Linked DNA regions of Macaca mulatta: region 2 is linked to region 1. A link is a contact called in public Hi-C data. All regions are on one chromosome and are shown on one strand. Each heading gives the region's core, a stretch centred on a gene start, on an enhancer-like site or on the middle of the called end of the contact. The rest is flanking DNA. Distances are from core to core; before and after follow the strand shown.

The links. A called contact is a pair of places that touch in the nucleus more often than the background predicts.
Region 2: a contact with region 1 is called in a Hi-C map of cortical neurons, with 2.2 times the contacts expected there. The contact joins the promoter of SLC25A33 here to the promoter of TMEM201 in region 1. A contact is called at or near these places in 2 of 14 Hi-C or Micro-C datasets (blood and cortical neurons).

Annotation. Positions count from the first base shown.
Region 1 is chr1:231,178,108-231,181,364 of T2T-MMU8v2.0, reverse strand. TMEM201 (transmembrane protein 201) reads left to right here and starts at 1,982. Exons shown (of 11, transcript XM_077975080.1): 1 at 1,982-2,228. The coding sequence starts at 2,116.
Region 2 is chr1:231,228,658-231,232,116 of T2T-MMU8v2.0, reverse strand. SLC25A33 (solute carrier family 25 member 33) reads left to right here and starts at 1,269. Exons shown (of 7, transcript XM_015147599.2): 1 at 1,269-1,527. The coding sequence starts at 1,472.

The DNA of each region.
Region 1 (3,257 bases), core at 733-3,232:
TGCCCTTAACCTGTCACTACCCACAAAGAGTTTACAATGTTAACCTCCGGGAAAAAAAAAAAAGCAAACTTGTCAGAACAGTGGAACATAGTGTGTAATGAGATACAAATATTTTCTGTTTACTTTTTAAAAACTAGTAATTTAGCTGAAATCAATAATGAAACACAGTGACTCTTCCTCTCAAATCTCCCACCACCAGGTAGTCAGTTTGCAGTTAAGCGTTAACTATCCTTCACTTCCTACAAGCACATAAGGCTTTATTTAAGCTTTGAATATTATTTAAAAATCAATCTGCATGTTGCTTTTTTCTTTTTAATTTTTTTTCTTTTTTTTTTTTTTTTGAGATGGAGTCTCTCTGTTGCCAGGCTGGAGTACAGTGGCATAACCTCAGCTCGCTGCAACCTCCACCTCCTGGGTTCAAGCGATTCTCCTGCCTTAGCCTCCCGTGTAGCTGCGACTATAGGCGCGCACCACCACACCCAGCTAATTTTTGTATTTTTAGTGGAGACCAGGTTTCACCATGTTGGTCAGGATGGTCTCGAACTCCTGACCTTGTGATCCGCCCCTCGGCCTCCCAAAATGCTGGGATTACAGGCATGAGCCGCCATGTGCACGGCCTGCATGTTGCTTTTTTGTTGTCGTTTTTGTTTTTTCGAGAAGGAGTCTCCCTCTGTCACCCAGGCTGAATCTTGACTCATTGCAATATCCGCCTCCCGGGTTCAAGCAATGCTTGTGCCTCAGCTTCCTGAGTAGCTGGGATTACAGGCGTGCACCACCACGGCCGGCTAATTTTTGTATTTTCATTAGAGACTGGCTTTCACCATGTTGCCCAACCTGGTCTTGAACTTTTGACCTCAGGTGATCTGCCCGCCTTGGCCTCCCAAAGTGCTGGAATTACAGGTGTAAACCACCGCGCCCCGCCTGCTTGTTGCTTCTTAGAAACAATGTATCATCCATCTATGCCAATAACTCCAGATCTGGCTGGCTTGCTTGCTTGCTTCTTTCTTTTCTTTTCTTTTCTTTTCTTTTCTTTTCTTTTTTCTTTCTTTCTTTCTTTCTTTCTCTTTCTTTCTTTCTTTCTTTCTTTCTTTCTTTCTTTCTTTCTTTCTTTCTTTCTTTCTTCCTTTCTTCCTTTCTTCCTTTCTTCCTTTCTTCCTTTCTTCCTTTTCTTTCTTTCTTCTTTCTTTTTCTTTTTTGAGAAGGAGTCTGGCTTTGTAGCCCAGGCTGGAGTGGAGTGCAGTGGCGCCATCTCGGCTCACTGAAAGCTCCGCCTCTCGGGTTCCCGCCATTCTCCTGCCTCAGCCTCCCGAGTAGCTGGGACTACAGGCGCCCGCCACCACGCCTGGCTAATTTTTTAGTAGAGACGGAGTTAGTATTTTTAGTAGAGATGGGGTTTCACCGTGTTAGGATGGTCTCGATCACCTTGTGATCCGCCCGCCTCGGCCTCGGGAAGTGCTGGGAGTGCGGCCACCGCGCCCTGCCTGGATCTGGCATTCTTTCTAATGGTTGCGTTATGTTGCGAACTATGGCTGTCCTATGATTTATTTAACCATGTCCCTATCCGTGGATGATCGTGTTTCTAAAAAACTAGTTTTTCAACCATCGGAGCGGCTTAAGGAGCTGCTAAACAGCACTGGGCGCAGAGGCTGGGTTTGACTAGACAGGATTAGGGAGGGGGAAAAAGACTAATTACAAGCAGTTGCGTACTCTGGAGATGCTCCCCTTCGCAGAAGCTCGGTGTACTGTCTGCAGCCAGACCTCCCCGCCTGGCGGCGGGCGCGGGAGGCAGAGGGCGGGGCTTTCCCACCGGGCTCCGTGCCCCGCCCTCCCCGCACCGCCTTCCACCTCCCGCCGCGTGGGGGCGCTCCCGGGCCGGCGCTGTCGCTTCCGCCGCCGCCCCGCCCACCCGGGCTCGCCCCGCGTCCCGATTGGCTGCGCGACGGGAGCGCGCCGAGTCAGGGGGCGGGCCCGCGCCCGCTACAAAGCGGCGAAGGTCACGGCGCGAGGTGGCGCGCGCCGCCTCCCCGCGTTCCGCCTGCGGCCCGCGGCCCCGGCGTTGCCGCCTCCTGCCCGCCTGCCAGCCTGCCGGCCTGCCGTCCCTCCACGCGGAGAGCCATGGAGGGAGTGAGCGCGCTGCTCGCCCGCTGCCCCACGGCCGGCCTGGCCGGCGGCCTGGGGGTCACGGCGTGCGCCGCGGCCGGCGTGCTGCTCTACCGGATCGCACGGAGGTGAGTGCACGGCTTGGCCCCACGCGGCCCTCGGCGCCGCCCGCCGGGCCCGCCCCCGCGCCGCCCCGGCCCGCTGCCCGCCTCCGCGCCGCCTTGGCCCGCTGCCCTCCTTGGCCCGGACCTGGCCTGCCCGCGGGCGTGTGGAGACCCCCCAGCGCGCGCCGCCGCCCCCCGAAACCGGGTTGGGACTGCAGTCGGGAAGCGGCTGCGGAGTCAGGGGGGCGGCGGGGACTCCGGGAACGTGGGGTGCGGGCGGGAGCGCGGCGCGGGGCCCACAAACTTCCTCCGGGAGCCGCGCGGGGCTGGAGCCGGTGCGCGCGGGCCGCCCCTGCCCTCAGCCCGGTGCTGGGCCCCGGTGTACAGCGATGCTGGCGATCGCGGCTGGCGCTTGCCACTCGGCATGTGACGTCCCAGGTGTTTTTCTACACGCCTCACATCCGCGCGTTTCAGAGCCACAGCCCCTGCTTCCACTAGAGCAGCTGAGGGACAGGGAGGCTGAGTAAATTGCTGTTAACGAGAGGAATCATGGTTTGAGCCCATGGAGCCTGTAGGGCAGATCCCTAGAATGGGCTGCCTCCCAGAGGTGGGCAAGGCCTGAGATGCCTCAAAACAGTTCATGACGGGCCGGGCCACCCTCATCCCTGCCCCACTCACGGGCCATGTGGGCTCCCGTGTTCAGATCCGGCCTCTTTCATCGGCCTCCATCGCCAGGCATAAAAGCTTAGTGGCCTCTTGCTTCAGCAGAGCCTCGCAGGTAGCTTACTGTTTCTCCACCTGATCCACCTTTCCAGAGAGCAGGGGGGAAATTGGGGTTGTGAGAACATCCTAGAAAGAGTGGATGGGTTTGCAGCATTCAGCAAGGGATGCAGGGAGCTCACACCCTTAAGTAAAAGGGGAGAAGGGACTTGCCCACTCAGCGGCAGAGCTGGGGTTTGAACCCTGACCGTCTGGCTGGTCTGTGTGTTCTTCCTTAACCCATACCGGTGCTGCTTCTCTCCTCCAGGGGGAAGACAGGGGGAAGACAGGGAA
Region 2 (3,459 bases), core at 20-2,519, 51 kb before region 1:
TCTGGCACTGGTGCCTGTACAGTCAGTGGTGTCACTGCCAGGACAGGAAATAGGAGAGGCAGAGCAGGTTTGGGGGAGGGGAAGAATGATAAGTTCAGTTTGGGAGCTTTATTCATTAGCTCCTTGGGCATTACTAGGTGGCAGGTACCATGTCAGGAACAACCGTGAACAAAGAAGATCCCTGCTCTCCTGAAGCTTACATTCCTGTATGGGAAGGACAACTTAAATAAATCAACAAACTGCAGAAGCCTGGTTCTATAGTCATGTGACAGACTGCTCTGCAAAGGCGGCCAGGGAAGACTCCATCTTGGGGAGACCTGGAGATTAGACGATGTCAGGCTGAGTATGACAATGACCCAGGGACATAGCCTGAGAGAAGCTGTTTGGATATCTAGGTCTGGGCTGGAGATGATCAGAAAAGAAGCAAAAAGCCTACTGCAAAATATGCGCAGCATATAATACTACTTATAAGGAGATGAAAAATACACATAATGATAATGATTATTAATTATTTGAGACAGAATCACGCTCTGTCGTCCAGGCTGGAGTTCAGTGGCACGATCTGGGCTCACCGCAGCCTCCGCTTCCCGGGCTCAAACGATTATCCAGCCTCAGCTACCCAAGTAGCTGAGATGACAGGGGTGCGCCGCCTCGCCTCGTCCAGCTAACTTTTGTATTTTTAGTAGAGACACGGTTTCGCTATCTTGGCCAGGTTGGTCTGTAACTCCTGGCCTCGGGCGATCCGCCCGCCCGCCTTGGCCTCCCAAAGTGTTGGGATTGCAGGCGTGAGCCACAGAGCAGGGCCTCACTGATTATTTGAGGCTGTTTAGGTTACGGTTTTTTAGATTCTGGGTTTTTTTCCCCTAAACGGGGTAGTGAGTACAGAGGCGTGAGATGTAACACGTAATTTGTACACCTTTTGCACACGTAAATATCACAAAGTAAACTTTTAAAATAAGGCAAGGCCTAGGGCCTCGCGAGGTTTCTCTGAGGACCGAGGACCAGGCAGTCACAGCTAGTTTCCACTGCCTCCACGCTCCGGCCTAGGCCAGCCCCTCTCCCCAGTCATCCGCTCGGGGCTGGCTCCGCCCCAGAACTGCGCAAACTCCCCGCCCACATCTGCTTCCTAACCAATGGGCGCTCGAGATTTGGGCCCACACCCCCGTCACGCCCCGCCCCAGACTCGCGCGCCGCGTGTCGTCACGGCCCGGCCCCCGCCACGTGACGGCCGCGCGCCGGGCTCTCGCTCCCCGCCGGGCTCGCGCCTCAGAGGCCGGTGAGGCGCCGGCGGCCACGCCGCGGAGGGCGCGGGCCGAGCAGAGCCGGGCGTTGAGGCCCGCGCGCGCATGGAGGCGTTGCCGGCAGGCCCCTGAGGGCAGCGGGGAGACACGACCCGGCGACCTCGCGCATCCCTCGAGCCGCCACGCGCTCTCGCCACCGGGCGGCGACGGGCCGCGGAGCCGGAGCGGCCATGGCGACGGGCGGCCAGCAGAAGGAGAACACGCTGCTTCACCTCTTCGCCGGCGGGTGAGTTTCCGGGCCCAGCCGCGCGCCCCGCCGCCTGCGGTCCCCTCGGCCTTCGTCCCGGGCGCGGTCCCAGCCTCCCGCGGCGGTTACCGGCCCTCCCCGGGCTACGGCGCCGGCGCCCGGGAGGAGGAAGTCCCGGCGTCGGGGGCTGGTGGGCAGGGCCAAGGGAGGGGGTCGGGCCTTCCTCACCCCCTATCCTGACCGCAGCCCCCAGGGCGGCTGTGCCCCGCCGCCCGTCCTCCCCGCGGCGTCCCCAGCTTTTTCCCATTCTGAACAGTCAGTGGTCGGTGAGTGTTGCTCGGCGGCGGTCCTGCCTGGACGCTGTGGCGCGGTCCCCCTCCCCCGCCCCCTTCTCCCGGGGCCTTTCCCGAAGCGCAGCGCCTCAGAGCCCGGGGCAGGATCGCTGATGCTCGGGTGTGCCCGAGGTTCTTCAGGGCAGTGCGGGAGGTCATCCGGACGGGCAAAACGGTCTGCGGACGTTGGACGCCAGCAAGGCCTGGATGGTGCTGGGGAACGGTGATGCTGGCGGCCACACGCGGGATGGCTAAGCCTGGGACCCGGACTAATATGAGGTCTGGAAGGTGTGTTGAGACACTTCTCGCCGGCTGGTGGACGCTTCCAACGCCGGAGACCGCAGAATTGTAAGGTGTTCGTTGTTTTGAAAGCTGCATTAGGTCTATGATCAGGCACCTTTTTTCCAGCGGAGACAATGCATTTTTAGGAGGTTGAGTTCTGCGGTTAGGAAGGGAGATGATTTTTACCTCCCTGCCCCTCACCACCTCCCCCCTTCCTCCTCCTCCCCCCTGCGAGGAGGTAAAATATTTTTGAGTATTAGTAATTTTCTTTTTTCCTTTATCACAGCCGGTGGCTTGGGGTCCTTTCGGAGTCTTCCAGATGTTTGGGGTCTTAATTTGAGGACCTCATGGGCCTGGCACAGCAATTTTTGAGTGTAGGATATTTTGCATAAAATAGTTTAACCTGGATGATCATCTTGGCTTGAGTAGTTTAGTTGCAGCCTGGATTCCTACCTGGATATGTTCCTTACAACAATGGTTGAGAAACTTACCTTCGAAGATGATTGATGAAAGCGTCCCTGACCTTTTTTGTGCTTGTATTGTGGGCAGTCACCAGGTTACTTTAACCAAAAACTTTGGTGGGTCTTCATAGATAGGAAGAGTTTCTCATTCATCTCTTCCCTGTCATTCCCTTGCAACCCTTCCCTCCATGACTCCATTGAGACTTCCTTTGTGTCTTTTTTTGTTGCTGTTGTTGTTGTTGTTTTGAGATGGAGTTTCGCTCTTGTTGCCCAGACTGGAGCGCAATGGTGTGGTCTTGGCTCATTGCAACCTCCGCCTCCCAGGTTCAAGCAATTCTCCTGCCTCAGCCTCCCGAGTAGCTGGGATTATAGGCATGCACCACCACGCCCGGCTAATTTTGTATTTTTAGTAGAGACGGGGTTTCTTCATGTTGAGGCTGGTCTCGAACTCCTGAGCTCAGGTGATCCGCCTGCCTCGGCCTCCCAAAGTGGGAGAGCCACCGCGCACGGCCCTTTGTTTTGTTTTGTTTGAAAGGGAGTCTTCTTTTGTCGCACAGGCTGGAGTGCAGTGGTGCGATCTCTGGGCTCGCTGCAACCTCCGCCTCCTGGGTTCAAGGGATTCTCCAGCCTCAGCGTCCCGAGTAGCTGGGATTACAGGCCCCCGCCACCACGTGCGACTAATTTTTTTTTTTTTTTTTTTTTTTTTTTTTTTTTGAGACAGTCTCACTCTATCTCCCAGGCTGGAATGCAGTGGCGCCATCTCGGCTCACTGCAAGCTCCGCCTCCCGGGTTCACACCATTCTCCTGCCTCAGTCCTCCAGAGTAGCTGGGACTACAGGCGCCCGTTAACCTTTTGTATTTTTAGTAGAGACAGGGTTTCACCGTGTTAGCCAGGA